Linked DNA regions of Gossypium hirsutum: region 1 is linked to region 2. A link is a contact called in public Hi-C data. All regions are on one chromosome and are shown on one strand. The core of a region is the stretch at or near the end of the contact, and the rest is flanking DNA. Distances in the headings are between cores, read along the strand shown.

What was found. A called contact is a pair of places that touch in the nucleus more often than the background predicts.
Region 1: a Hi-C map of leaf shows a contact between it and region 2, with 6 times the contacts expected there. The contact joins the enhancer-like site here to the promoter of LOC107923498 in region 2. A contact is called at or near these places in 8 of 34 Hi-C or Micro-C datasets (leaf and an unstated tissue).

What each region holds. Positions count from the first base shown.
Region 1 is chrA11:122,217,595-122,224,190 of Gossypium_hirsutum_v2.1, forward strand. It overlaps the pseudogene LOC121209505. Among protein-coding and RNA genes, the nearest start is that of LOC121210114, 8.7 kb to the left of the region's middle. Within about 2 kb of position 2,742, at least 2 of the 9 cell types and tissues checked have an H3K27ac peak or open chromatin away from gene starts, as enhancers often do.
Region 2 is chrA11:122,131,656-122,138,514 of Gossypium_hirsutum_v2.1, forward strand. It overlaps LOC107923498 (putative disease resistance protein At3g14460), which reads right to left and starts at 3,490. Exons shown (of 5, transcript XM_041080257.1): 1 at 431-3,490; 2 at 1-310. The coding sequence starts at 3,315. The coding sequence ends at 304. LOC121210111 (putative disease resistance protein RGA3) reads right to left here and starts at 4,137. Exons shown (of 1, transcript XM_041082222.1): 1 at 3,425-4,137. The coding sequence starts at 4,137. The coding sequence ends at 3,493.

The DNA of each region.
Region 1 (6,596 bases), core at 1,492-3,991, 85 kb after region 2:
GAAGAGAGAAATGAACAAAGCCAAAATGGAAAGACGGGGAACAGAAAGGAAAGAAAGGGAAATGGAATCTGCAAAATTAGAGAAAGCTGAAGATATTGGCACAATATCCTTAAAGCATGTAAGAATTCAGACTATAGGGCAATGAGTTGGAAATCACAGGGTACAGATAAAGAAGCTGCTTTTCGTGCTAATGGGAAAGGAATAATGGAAATGAGGGGACCTTTGCTTTTGAATTTTGATGCTTTTCTGTTCTCTTGCTTTTGGTCATTATCCTAAATTGATCTTGACCAAATATGTACTTTAATTAAAGATCAAAATATTATATTTCTCACAACTTGATCGCCAAAATATAGCAAACACCAATACTCTAAACTTCTGAATCACAAATATTTACTGTATTTATTATATAAAAAAAATTTAGGGTCTAAAAATAAATTACAATTTTTACGATTTCACCATTTTAATAGTATATATATTTATAATTTTTAAAAGATTAAATCAGATTTTTATTATCTTTAGAGGGAGCAAAGTGCAGTTTTACTTTTATAATTTAAAATTTTAAAATTTTTAAAGAGCCTAAATGAAATTTTTTTCATTTTAGGAGTCCCTGCCAGGCCCTAGCTATACCCATGAGATTGATTGTAGTTATATTGTTAATTGACTTACTATTTTACTATTTATACTATTATTTAAGCTCCTGTCTAGTTGATGTCAGGAGTTAATCGGGTACTAACTTGGTTAAAGAAATTATGAAAATGTCACTCTAGTCTTTTTATTATAAAAAATAAAAATATGTGCATATAATGGAATTTTGAACCCATATCAATTACATTAATAAAATTATTAAGTTACCACTCAACTAAAACTTTAATATTTTAATTTTATTATGCACACTTTATTATTAATTAATTTCAAATACTATGCTTTAATTATTTATTGTATGTTATATTTAAATGCACACTTATATTCTAAATATATGATTTCAATTCATACGTGTGTGATAAGTATACTAATTGTAGCCTATCTTGCCAATTGTAGTATGCCTATCACTTCGTTGTGCAAATTTATGATTTGCTTTCTTAATAGATTTGTTAACTAAATCCAAATTACTTTCCTTTTAGACCAATTAATTAATTTAATTACATTTATTTTTAGTGTGATTAACCAAAATAACCGATCAAACTGATTAAACGAAATTGCTTCTATTATTATAATTATGAAATCATTTGGTTATTGGTATTTTTTATTGAAGTTCGGTTCATTTAATTTTCGATTTTTCTAAACTAAAATTTACATCTAGATTTGATGACGATTGCTTGTTCACACTCCATGGGAATTCTTAAGGGTGGGACCTTGGCTTTTGAATTTTGATGAAATCTCTCTGCCATTTCTGAAATTCCAATTTTCCTTTAGGGAAAACGATGAGGACGATGCCAATCTAAGTCCCATTCAATTAAACCCTGATCTCGATCACAATGCCATCTAATACCTATATATCAAATTATTATTTCCATTAACTTTAAAGCCTATTGTAGCTTTGGTTCAATTTAATAATGCCATTAAACATCATGATTATTGACACGATATAGCAACCACACTCGTCCTACTTTGTTTTTGGGTTGAAAACATCACTGTAAATGCAAAAGGAGAGAAGGTGAAGCCTTTCAAATTCTCCACATGCCAAAATGGCACTGACATGTCAGATGGGCTGATATGGCATACCATGTTAGAAAAATTATAAAAATATTTTAAAATTAATAAAACATATATATACATCTAGAATGAATCGGGACAAATGATTATCGAAAATCAAATGAATTTAGACAAATTATTGTCCAGGATCATTTTAAATGTATATATATTTTATTAATTTTAAAATATTTTTTTGTTGATGTGGCGTGCTAAATTAGCATGCCTTGTTAGTGCACATAATTTTTAAAAAATTTTCTTGACATGGTATGACGGTTTCTGTTAACGAAAGGGCATAGTTGATTTTTGGGGGGGGTCAGTAAGGACTCAATAGGATAAATTTTTTCATTCATTTTGGGATGATTTGACAAAACATATAAGTTTAAGAGCTAAAAAGATGAAAAATTAAATGAAAAATTAAAATAGCTTTTTTTTTATAAATTTAAAAACCCAAATAAATCATTATATCATTCTTTTATATTATGGGACCATAGTGGGTTAAGGTGCCTGTAACACCAAAATGGATGGCCCTAGTAGAGGTTCATGCAAAAATCAATAAGAAACTTCTCTATAAATCTAAGTGGGGTTTGGAAAAAATCTATTCTATTGTTTAAATATATTAAAAAAGTTTTTTTAAAAATAATATTTTAAAAATATATGTTTTTATTAATTAAATAGTAATTGAATCAAATCAAAGTCTAAAATAATACAAGACATTAATTGAGCCAAATCAGTTACCATTAACAAATAATTGAATCTTTCAATGAATATTTATATCAATAATACTTGAAATTTTTTTTTAGCATGTAAAAGAACTTGCTTAAAAATAAATAATTTTATTATTAAGGATTGTGTGATGCAGTATTAGAATATAGTTTGGTTTATCTACTTCAAACACAAATCTTAAGATTAAACTAAACCTGTATGAATTAGATTGTGAGTTGAAGTGCTCCACCCCTTCCTTGGAGTTGAGAAGAAAGCATATAGGAGCACTACTTAACCCATAATGCTAAAGCAAATGCAACTATGGTTAGGTTGAAATGTAATCAAAGTAAGGCTTTGAGACATTGAATTGTAATAAGTGGATGGACCCCAAGTACTTGTTGGAGGGTCATGGGTTGGGTGGGACCTCTGTTTTTGAATTTTTTTATGCTCCTCTTTTGCCATGGCTGAATGAATCCTCAACTTGCTCCTATAAAGGATCCTTTGAAGTTCCCTATATAGTCGGTTTATAAAAGCATTAGAGTTTCAGCTTAGATTCAACAACAAAATGGAAAGTGTTAAAGAGTACTAGGAGTGTTTTGAAAGAGATACTCCATGGGAATTTTCTCACCAATATTTCTTCCAAATGCCTGTAAAAAAAAATCAAGGAATAAAAAAACATATCTACAACTATGTTCCAAGTACCAAAATACACTCCAACAGAAGAAGGGAATACCAGAAGAACATATTCAGAACATGCAGATGAAAACTGAACATTCAAATTTCTGAATAAATATGACACACAATTAACTAACCGTTTTATCAAATCAAATAAGCTAAAAGAAGACTAGTTGAAGTCATCCACTATTTAGCTTTCAATGCCTGGTTGAAATAATTAGAGAAGTGAAAAAATGTTTGATAAGCTATAAAAAGTAACATATTTTAAACCCATTCTTGATGCATTTTTGGATGATTTATTATGTAAATTAGTGAATTTGATGCTCCTAATCCTTTAAATTCATATTTCTATACTTAGGTAAGCATATGAGAGTGAAAGGAGCTAAAAATAAGCCAAAATCAGACGAAAAAAACTTTTTTCAGGTTCCACTCAGCCTGGGCACATGCCCAGTGAGCCACACGAGCTGGCCACATGCCCATGTGTAGCCCATGTTGATTTCGCACCCTGATTCTCTTTTACATGAAAAAAACCCAATTTTTAGGATTTCTGAGCATTTTAAAGTCTATAAATACCTTTAGAGGAAGACCTAAGAGGGCCAACAGAGAAAATTGAATAAAACACTTGAAGAACGCCATAGGAATCAACTCGGAAGCGAATCTTCTTCAAGATTGAAGATCTTCATTTAATTTCTCTTGAAGTTTTATTGAGTTTCTTTATGTCTTGTGATTATCCTAACTTTGAGATGTTTCTATTCAGGATTATGAACTAAATTCCCTAGATACCTAGGGAAGATGAAACCTATGATGAATCTTATTATTTGATTTTTGATTTTCACGATAAATACTTGATTCTTGTTCTCAATTATGTATGCTTATTTCTTGTTTTAATATTTTCAAGTTTAATGTGCTTATTTTAGTGGAGCAAAAGTCCCTATTTAAGAGTAGATTTACCATAACTGAGTAGAGTTGCATGCAATTCTAGAAATAAGACAACATAAATCTACTAGATTAGAAACTCATAGATCGAGTTAATGTGACAATAGGGGTTTTAATTAGAAAAAGATTTCAATTAATCAACCTAGAGTCAGTTGTTCTTACTCTCGAAAGAGACATTAGCATAAATTAGGAATTTTTACGGATCAAGACAAGTGAATAAATCATTTAATTCAACTTCATAATAATAGGTGAAGTATTGTCTATCTCATTAGTTATCTTCGATTATTTTCCTATTTTATTCTCTATTGCATTCTTAGTAAATTTTTTTATTTCAAGAGTTTAAGTAGGATGAGGCATTTTGATTTTTAATTTTTTTGTGTGTATGTTATACTTTTTGGTTTTGGTCAGAATTCGATTGCAAATGGAATTTCTTTTCTTCTATATTTCTAATTATGTTCTTTCTTTTTCTCTTGTATAATATTGCGCCGCCACGCCACCCTTCCATTTTTTCCCCTTCTTTTATTTGTTTATTTCTTTTATTTAATTCTTGTTGAACTATTATACTAGTATTCTTAATTTCATGACAAGCTAAACTTCTCTTCTAGTTTTAGGCCAATAGTCAATTCGGAAGAGAGTCGTGAGACCTAAAACCGAACGTTAAAATCTTCTACCTGGTATTTGTTATCCCTTTGATTTAAGACAGAGATACTTTTGTCTCAAAGTTATTTTGACACAAGTCAAAAAGTGTGGGTTAATTTAGTGCTGATAGGCATACAATTGGAAGAATCAATAGTATTGGTTGTTGTATTCGGATTACTGAAGAACACATTGGCATGTCCAATTAAGTGGTTAGTTGTACCCATCAAGGGAAATAGCAAATGGATTTAAAGGACTCACATGGTTAAGGCCGTTGATTCGAGTTGGGCCCTTCTAGTTTGCAAGGCTACTAAAGAGTTGATTTGGTGTTCTCGTAATTAACTTATACATGAAAGGGTTGGTCTGAAGTGTCATCAACCACTATAATAGACTTACTGGTTAAAGTAGAAGACTTGTTATCAAGAATCGATTCGAGACTAAAGCAAAAATCGAGCTTGAAGCTAGAAGATCATCACATCGATTTATTCAATCTAATTTCGCTTCTGTTTATTTTTATTTTTATTTTAATTATCTGAATTAAATTTAATTTTCTCTTTTTATTTTTTTACAGACCATCACACGTGGTGAGTATGACACTTGTTTGGCATATTGCAAATTTAGTTGAATTTGGTATTGCCATTAAATATCATGATTAATAGACACCAATATAGCAAACACCCGTCTTGTTTTGGGGATTGCTAACAGAGTTGTATTTTTAACCACAAAAGTTCATCTTACCGATAATCCGAAAGCAAAAATATAAAATTGATAAATAAGATGTATTTAAATGGTAAGCACGAAATAAGTCGTAAATTTCTTGAAAAGCCACCATCTAATTGCGAAAGAGAATGAGTTGAATTAAAATTTTGAATAGGAATAGGCCAAAAAATTAATTCCAAATGGAAATTTCATGGCAGCTTCTGTGTGGCCCTCCATCAATTTCAACCACTATTTGGTAGATTTAGAAAAGTAAAGATCCATCAAAGAAGAAACGAAAAAGAAAGCTCCTGGAACAAGAAACAAAAATAAGAAGACATCTACAAGAGCAAAATAACAAGACATACAGAGAAAAGGGGAATCTAGAGAGGACGAGAATCACGATGACTTAACATTTAATGACTTCAAAAAAAATTCTAAATAGAGGAAGATTTGTTTTATTATTATTTTTATTTCCTAGATTAGTTTTTTTTATTTTCTATTATTATATTATTGTTTATTAATATTTAACATTAAAACTTCTTGAAAAATCCACCTGCTAATTGCCAAATAGAACGGACTGAATTAAAGTTTTGAATACTCTATAAATTAATTTAATTTAGATTGAAAATTTCATAGCAATTTCCGTCTATCAAGCTGTTGTTTGCTTGTCGCATTACTTGTTTCCTTACCTATGAGTCTGCTTGTGGAATCCAAGATTGGCATTACATATCTGATCTTCCTACGAATTGCACATTAGCTGTTTATTTTATATTTAAAATTTTCAATTCTTATTTGAGAGGACTCAGTTATTGATACATAAAATGTTTTAATAACATGGACTCATTTTTAGCAGGAAGATGGGCTGAATAGAACTGAGAAAGGAGAGGAAAAGAGGTCAAGGAGGCACCGGAGTTGAGCCTCTATAGCACCCTTTGATGCTTAAGTTAATCTTCTTTTAGTAACTAGAAAGTGACTTGATAAAGGGTGAGAAGGATGAACGCGAAAGCGGATCGTAAAGTTTGTCAAAGTCGCGGATTTGACTTAGGGCTCTAGACGTTCGGAAAGAAACTTGAATTTTTGACACAACCTGAAACGAAATTAAATCCAAGTTAGATAAAATAATTAAAACAAATAATAAATCAAAGATTAAGAAAGTGAATAAAGAAGATAAATGGAAAGATAGAACGTGGCGTGTAGAAGTCCTAAGAAGCCTTGGAAACACAAAGAATCCACAACCCCCTTCAAGTGGCTCTAAT
Region 2 (6,859 bases), core at 2,240-4,739:
CTCTAATGCCATGTTGTAACATGTACTGTATCCCTCCATTAATCCTGGAAGGATCAAACTATCACGTAAAAGACATGTTCTTCTGAAAAACAATTGGGTAATAGTACTACGAAATGTAAAATATTTTTAACTACAATCCCATTCTCATATACCAAAATAGCTTAGAAATTAGAAGATGCAAATGAAAACAGAACATTCAATTTGCTGAATAAATGTTGCAGAGAATTGACTAACGCTTTACTAAATCAAATAAGCTGAAGTAGATGAGTTGAAGTTCTCCACTATTTTTTGCCAATTTAGCCTTCAATGCCTGCAAAAATTGAATACAAAATATGTAAGACTGATTTCTGTTATCATGTTGTTCATGAGGACAATCAGATATATAAAAAAAAGCTATGAAATTTATAAATGTTTAAAATGCGTTTCACACCTGTGGAGAGCTTGATACAAGATTTTGTCCATTAAATTCCCATATAATCCCCTCGGGATGACTGTTTTATGATTAATTTCCACTAAAGGTATGTGGGAAATCTTGGACCACTCTCGTCCTTTACCCCTACTGCACCCTTCTTCTAGCAACGGGCAATTAGAAATATATAGCTCCTCAAGCGAGAGAAGCATATCTTTTTCTGGAAGAGAGGCGAGCTTAGGACAACCATAGATGCCCAGTCGTTGAAGAGAGGTGAGGTGCTGTAAGCCCTTGGAGCATATGAATTCCAAATTCTTAGATCTACTGATGCTGATATCGGTGAGAGAAGGAGGCAGCATCATTCCTATCGCTTCTTTTGGAAATGACACCACACGTGAGCATCCTTCACAGCTGATGTTGAGTAGTTGAAGAGAGGTGAGTCTGTTAAATCCCCATTCAACAAGTGATGTATAAATTCTGGGCACATTTGAGATTTCAAGTGATGTGAGGTTGGTAGGGAAACCCTCTTCTGGAAAGGATATGTCAGCCGAACACTCCCGCAGCTCTAAATCTCGAAGGGAGGTGAAGTTGTTGATGCACTTGGGAAGGGCTCCAAAATTTTCACAATTGGAAATCCTGAGTACTCTGAGATTTGTGGTGGGCAACCCGCTTTCTTCAAATGAAACCAGATTTGGACACCCAAATAATTTAATCTCCTGAAGATGGCTGAGCTTGTCTAATCCCCGCGGTAATGATTTCAATTTTTCAGCATTCCTAATTGAAAGGATTTCGAGATCAGTGGTTTCAAGGAAGTCTTGGGCTATGCATTCCAACACTGGACATTCCGAAATAACTAGATGTTTAAGCATTACGGGTAACTTGGCATTTGAAAATACGCTAATTAACTTTGGACAACTTCCAATTTCTAGATGTTGAAGTCGATTGCATATATCGCCCCTTGATGATAACCATATTAGAGATGGACAGTAGCTTATTTGTAAGTGCTCAAGAAGACAAATGTTGCTACTCATACTCTTATTATTATTTTCTTTTTCATCAACCAAATATTGCAAATTCACGCAATTCTCAATTCTCAGCTCTTTTAAAGCAGGAGGAAAGTTACTCTCTGTAAAACAAACCAAGCCTAGACACTCTTTAAGTAATATTCTCGTAATGAACGGGAAAGCATGTAAGACTTTTGGTAGTCTATTGAGCCTTTCACAATTATTTATTACCAGAGATTTAACAGCTGGAATCTTTTCAAGTTGCACTATCTCCTCCTCTGTTTCCAAAGAGACCAATTGCGGACAATTCCTAATCATGATGAAACGATGCCTAACTATGCTTAACCCATTTTGCGATAAAGATCCTAACTCCTTCCAACCAGAGATGTAGAATGTTTCAGAGTTTGCAAATCTCAACATTATCTTCTCTGCTGAAATATTAAACTTTGAAATATTTGAAAGAGACACATATTTCAAAGAAGTAACCTTCTGTACAGACAAAGAACCTTCATCCACCAATTCTTTACACCCTTCAACGCTTATTTCACTCAGCAAGGGAAAACTTGAAATTGAAACTACCAGTTTCTTACACTCATAGATTTGAAGGTTCTGCAATGATTGAAGGATGGTTGGCAACCTTCCCAGCAATAGAGGACATTCTCTGATTGAAAGAAAACGAAGGCTGGGGAATTTCGATACTTGCTCATCGTCTTCACATACATCCCACTCCTCCCAATTCAGCATTTTGCGAAAACTCAGAGACTCTAATGATGCAAAAGCATTTGATTGATTTTCTCCAAACAACTCAGCACCAATCTTGTGTACTTGATCTAAACCACTAATTGAAAGATCTTTTAACAACAATAACCTTCCAATCGATGGTAGGGATTTGCAATTTTTATAGTCGTGAAGCTCCAATGACAACATATTCTTGAAGGAAGAATCTGCAATCCAAGTAGAGAATTTTGCACCACCATAATTCTCAATGACGAGTTGCTCAAGCTTTTTCGAAGGATGAAGAGAGTCTAACACCGAGTCTTCAACTTCTTTTTTCCTTGTATCTTTCTTAAAGTCCCAACTCCATTTCAATACCAATCGATCAATCCCCTGCTTCTCATTTAACTTGGCTTCCCCTGCATCTTCACCCTTAACATTCTGCAACCCAGAAAGACAAAAAGCACCTTTGAGGTTTGACAAATATTTCAATTCTCTGATACTATGTCCATCACCTTCCCCTATGATAAAATTTGATAACCTTTGAAGATTGGTTAGCTTACCAATTCCGAAAGGCATCCTTTCTATTAAGTTTGCACCTCTGATATCCAGATATTGCAAGTTAACAAGCTTTTCCATCTTCGAGGGTAGCTTTTGAAGCTTTGAACACTTCTTTAATAATAAAGTTTCCAAATGGTAGAGAGTGCACAAAGAATCTGGTAAGCATATGATACGGGTGTAAGAAAAATTCAAGAAGCGAAGATGCTTTAAATTTTCAAAAACATCAGGAAACTCATCTATTTCATACCCACTCAAAGAAAGCACCCTTAAGTAGCCAAGTTTTGGCAACAAATCAACCAAAACAACATTAGTTAAAAGAGACCTCGAATAACGTGACAACCTTATAGGTAGAAAAGTACGTATAGAATTGACTTGATCAAATGCTTCAAACTTTTTCACAGTGTCATAACTTCCAGCAATATAAGAAGAATGTCGAGTGCGATGTGAAAACTTTTGTTGCTTATCAGACTCCAGTTTGGAGCATATATCTCCTGCAACTACTTGAGCTAAATCATTGATAAGGTCATGCATTACAAATCGGGACTCATCTTTACTGGATATCTGAAAAAATGACCTCGACACTAGATCTTGAAAATATTGATTTCCAATATCTTTAACTTGAGGCATAGCTTTTTGTTGCAAGAGACCTTCAGCTCTCCAGAACAAGATAATTTCTTCTTCTTCAAATTCATAATCTTTAGGAAGTATGGAGCAATATGCAAAACATCGTTTCAAGTATGACGGAAGATGATGGTAGCTTAATAGCAAAGTTGGAATTATGCCACACTGCTCTTCTGGTAAGTTTCATATCTCACTCTCATATATTCTTTCCCATTCTCGATGATATTTAACTGTGCGTAGCAAGCTTCCAATAGCTTTTGCAGCCAAAGGCAAGCCATTGCACCTTCTAATAATTTTCTCTCCAATTTCTTTGAAGTGGGGATGTCCGTCGAAATTTATTGCTTTTAGTGCATGCTGTGTAAATATGGATAAACAATCATCATCTGATAGCTTATCCAAATGAAAAGCTTTAAGCGGATCCACAATAGATGAAACAATTTGAAGACGAGTGGTTACAATGATAGCGGTCCCTGCTCCAAATGGAGACCGTAAGATGGTCCAATCATTATAATTCTCGTTCCAAATGTCATCTAAAACAAGCAAGAATCTTTTCCCAGACAACTTCTCCTTCAACTTAACTTGAAGTAAATCCAAGTTACTGTAATCACATGACTCAGAAGTGATGGACTGTAAAATTGCCTTTGTTATAGCAATTGCATCAAAATTATCAGAAACGCATACCCAGGCCTTGAGATCAAAAGACTGGTTGATGGTGGCGTCATTGTAAACAAGCTGAGCAAGAGTTGTTTTACCCATCCCTCCCATGCCCACGATGGAAAGGACTGAAACTCCATTGGAGGTATCGCCTTTGTTAAGTTTAGTTCCCATGCAAAGGTGGCCATGCACGACATACAAAGGTGGTCATGCTCGAAGAAATAGCAACAAGCAGTGGTGCCATGGTGTGCAGAAACTGAAGTTTGAAGCTGCCAATCCACTTGCTGTTTTTAGTTCCATTTTGATTGTTTTGTAATCTAGTTCATGTTAAACTAAGTAGGTAAATGTTTTGATATTGATTGACTGAAAAGTCAGCAATGCAAGTTGTACAAGCTAAACTTGTAAGTTTCAATGCAAATTAGTGGAGTTAGGTAGTTGATTAGGTGATTACTTGTTTGTTTTACTTGTTGACTGATATATGTAATGGCCTAATGCCTTGTTGATGTGTTAATGAAAAAGATCAGCTCATTTTTCATTCAAATCTTCTTCTCTCTTTTCTGTTATTCACTAGCTAGTTTCATTTTCTGTTTCTGCTTCCGAGTTTGTTTCTTCACCAAGGCTCGAGGCTTGCTATTCAAGCAAGATACAAAACAGCCTGTTGCTGCCTCTTGCACCAACAATTGGTATCAGAGCTCTTGTCTTAGTGGACCTGTTGCCTCAAATCAAGGAACCTGATGGCTTCTTCAGGATTTTCACCAGCAGCCCCACCAGTCTTCAATGGAGAAGGCTTTCACATATGGCTGGTCAAGATGAAGACTTACCTACAGGCCTTTGATCTGTGGGAAGTTGTTAACACAGATGCTGAGCCAGCACCACTGAGGGCTAATCCCACAGTAGCTCAGATCAGACAACATGCTGATGAGAGGACCAAAAGGCATAAAGCCATGTCCTGTATTCAGAACTGTGTATCAGATGTCATCTTTACCAGAATTATGGCCTGTGAGACTCTAAAACAGGCCTGGGACAAGCTTAAGGAGGAGTTTCAAGGCACTGAGAGAACAAGGCAACAGCAGCTGTTAAACTTGAGAAGGGATTTCGAGAATTTGAAGATGAAGGAAGAAGAAACAGTGAAGCAGTATTCAGATAGAATTATGGCAGTGGTTAACAGCATAAGGCTCCTAGGTGAGCACTTTGATGAGGCAAGAATTGTGGAGAAAGTCCTCTCCACTTTGCCTGAAAGATATGAGGCCAAGATATCCTCCCTAGAGGACTCAAGAGATCTTGCTACCATCTCTTTGACTGAGTTAATCAACACCTTCTATGCTCAGGAACAAAGGAGAGCTAGCAGAGCTGAAGATCACCAAGAAGGTGCATTTCAAGCCAAGGCCAGAGAAGCCTCGAGCACCAATGCTCAAAGAGGCAAAAAGCCTTAGAAAAACAGGCCTAAGCCTGATGCTGCAAGGAGCAATGACCAGCCCTGCAGATATTGCAAGAAGCCTGGCCATCCAGAAGACAGATACTGGTTTAGGCCAGATGCAGTATGCCAACACTGCAAGAAGAAGGGCCATGTTGAAAGGGTCTGCAAAAACAGGAGTAAGCCAAGGCAGAATCAATTTCAGCAGTCAAAGGTTAAAGCTCGAGTAGCTGAGGACAGTAGTGACCAAGAAGAACAGGTCTTTGCTGTTTCCTGTTTAGCTACTGAGAAGAAATGCTCAAAAGGCTGGTTGCTGGACAGTGGTTGCACTAACCACATGTCACCAGATGCCTCCTTGTTTAAAACCTTGGACAGAAGTTATAAAACCAAGGTCAAGGTTGGAAATGGTCAGTTTATAAGGGCTGAAGGAAGAGGAGAAGTGCTGATAAGTACTCCCACAGGCAACAAGATCATTCCAAATGTGCTGTTGGTGCCAGAGATTGACAGAAACCTTCTCAGCATAGCTCAACTGCTCGAGAAAGGTTATTCTGTTGTGTTCAAGGACAAACAATGCCACATTACTGATCCAAGTGGATCAAGCCTTATGACAGTCACAATGACTGATAAATGCTTTGAGGTTCACTGGGCAAATGACTCAAACTCAGCATACACAACTTCTGTTGATGACTTCAAGCTTTGGCATCAAAGGCTTGGACATGCCAACTTCAGATCAATGGCTCGATTGGCCAAAGAGGGCATGGCAGAGAACTTCACCAGCTCAGTGGAGCATGATGATGTGTGTGAAGTTTGCCAAATGGGGAAACAGGCAAGACTGCCATTTCCTACAAATTCAGCTTGGAGAGCTACTGAAAGACTGCAGCTGGTGCACTCTGATGTATGTGGCCCGATGAGGACTGAATCACTCAGCAAAAACAGGTATTTCATCCTCTTTATTGATGATCTTACAAGGTTTTGCTGGATTTTCTTTTTAAAACACAAGTCTGAGGTAGCTCAAGTGTTTGTGAAGTTTAAAAATGCTGTAGAAACAGAAACAGGTTGCAAGCTGAAATCGATAAGAACAGACAATGGCACTGAGTACACTTCAGCTCAGTTTCAAGCCATTTGCAATGATGCTGGTATCAAACATCAGCTTACAAATGTCTACACACCTCAGCAGAATGGGGTAGCTGAAAGAAAGAACAGAAGTCTGATGGATATGGCCAGATGTCTCCTGTTTGAAAAGAAACTGCCCAAGACCATGTGGGCTGAGGTAGTAAACACTGCTGTTTACCTTCAGAACAGGCTTCCTACCAAAGCTCTTGCATCCGAGACACCTTTCGAGGCTTAGTTCAGTTTCAAGCCTTCCTTGGCACATCTGAAGGTGTTTGGTTGCCTGTGTTATGCACAAATACCAGCAGCAAAGAGAGACAAACTCTCTAAAAGGGCTCAACCAGGTGTTCTAGTAGGCTACAGCTCAGTCAA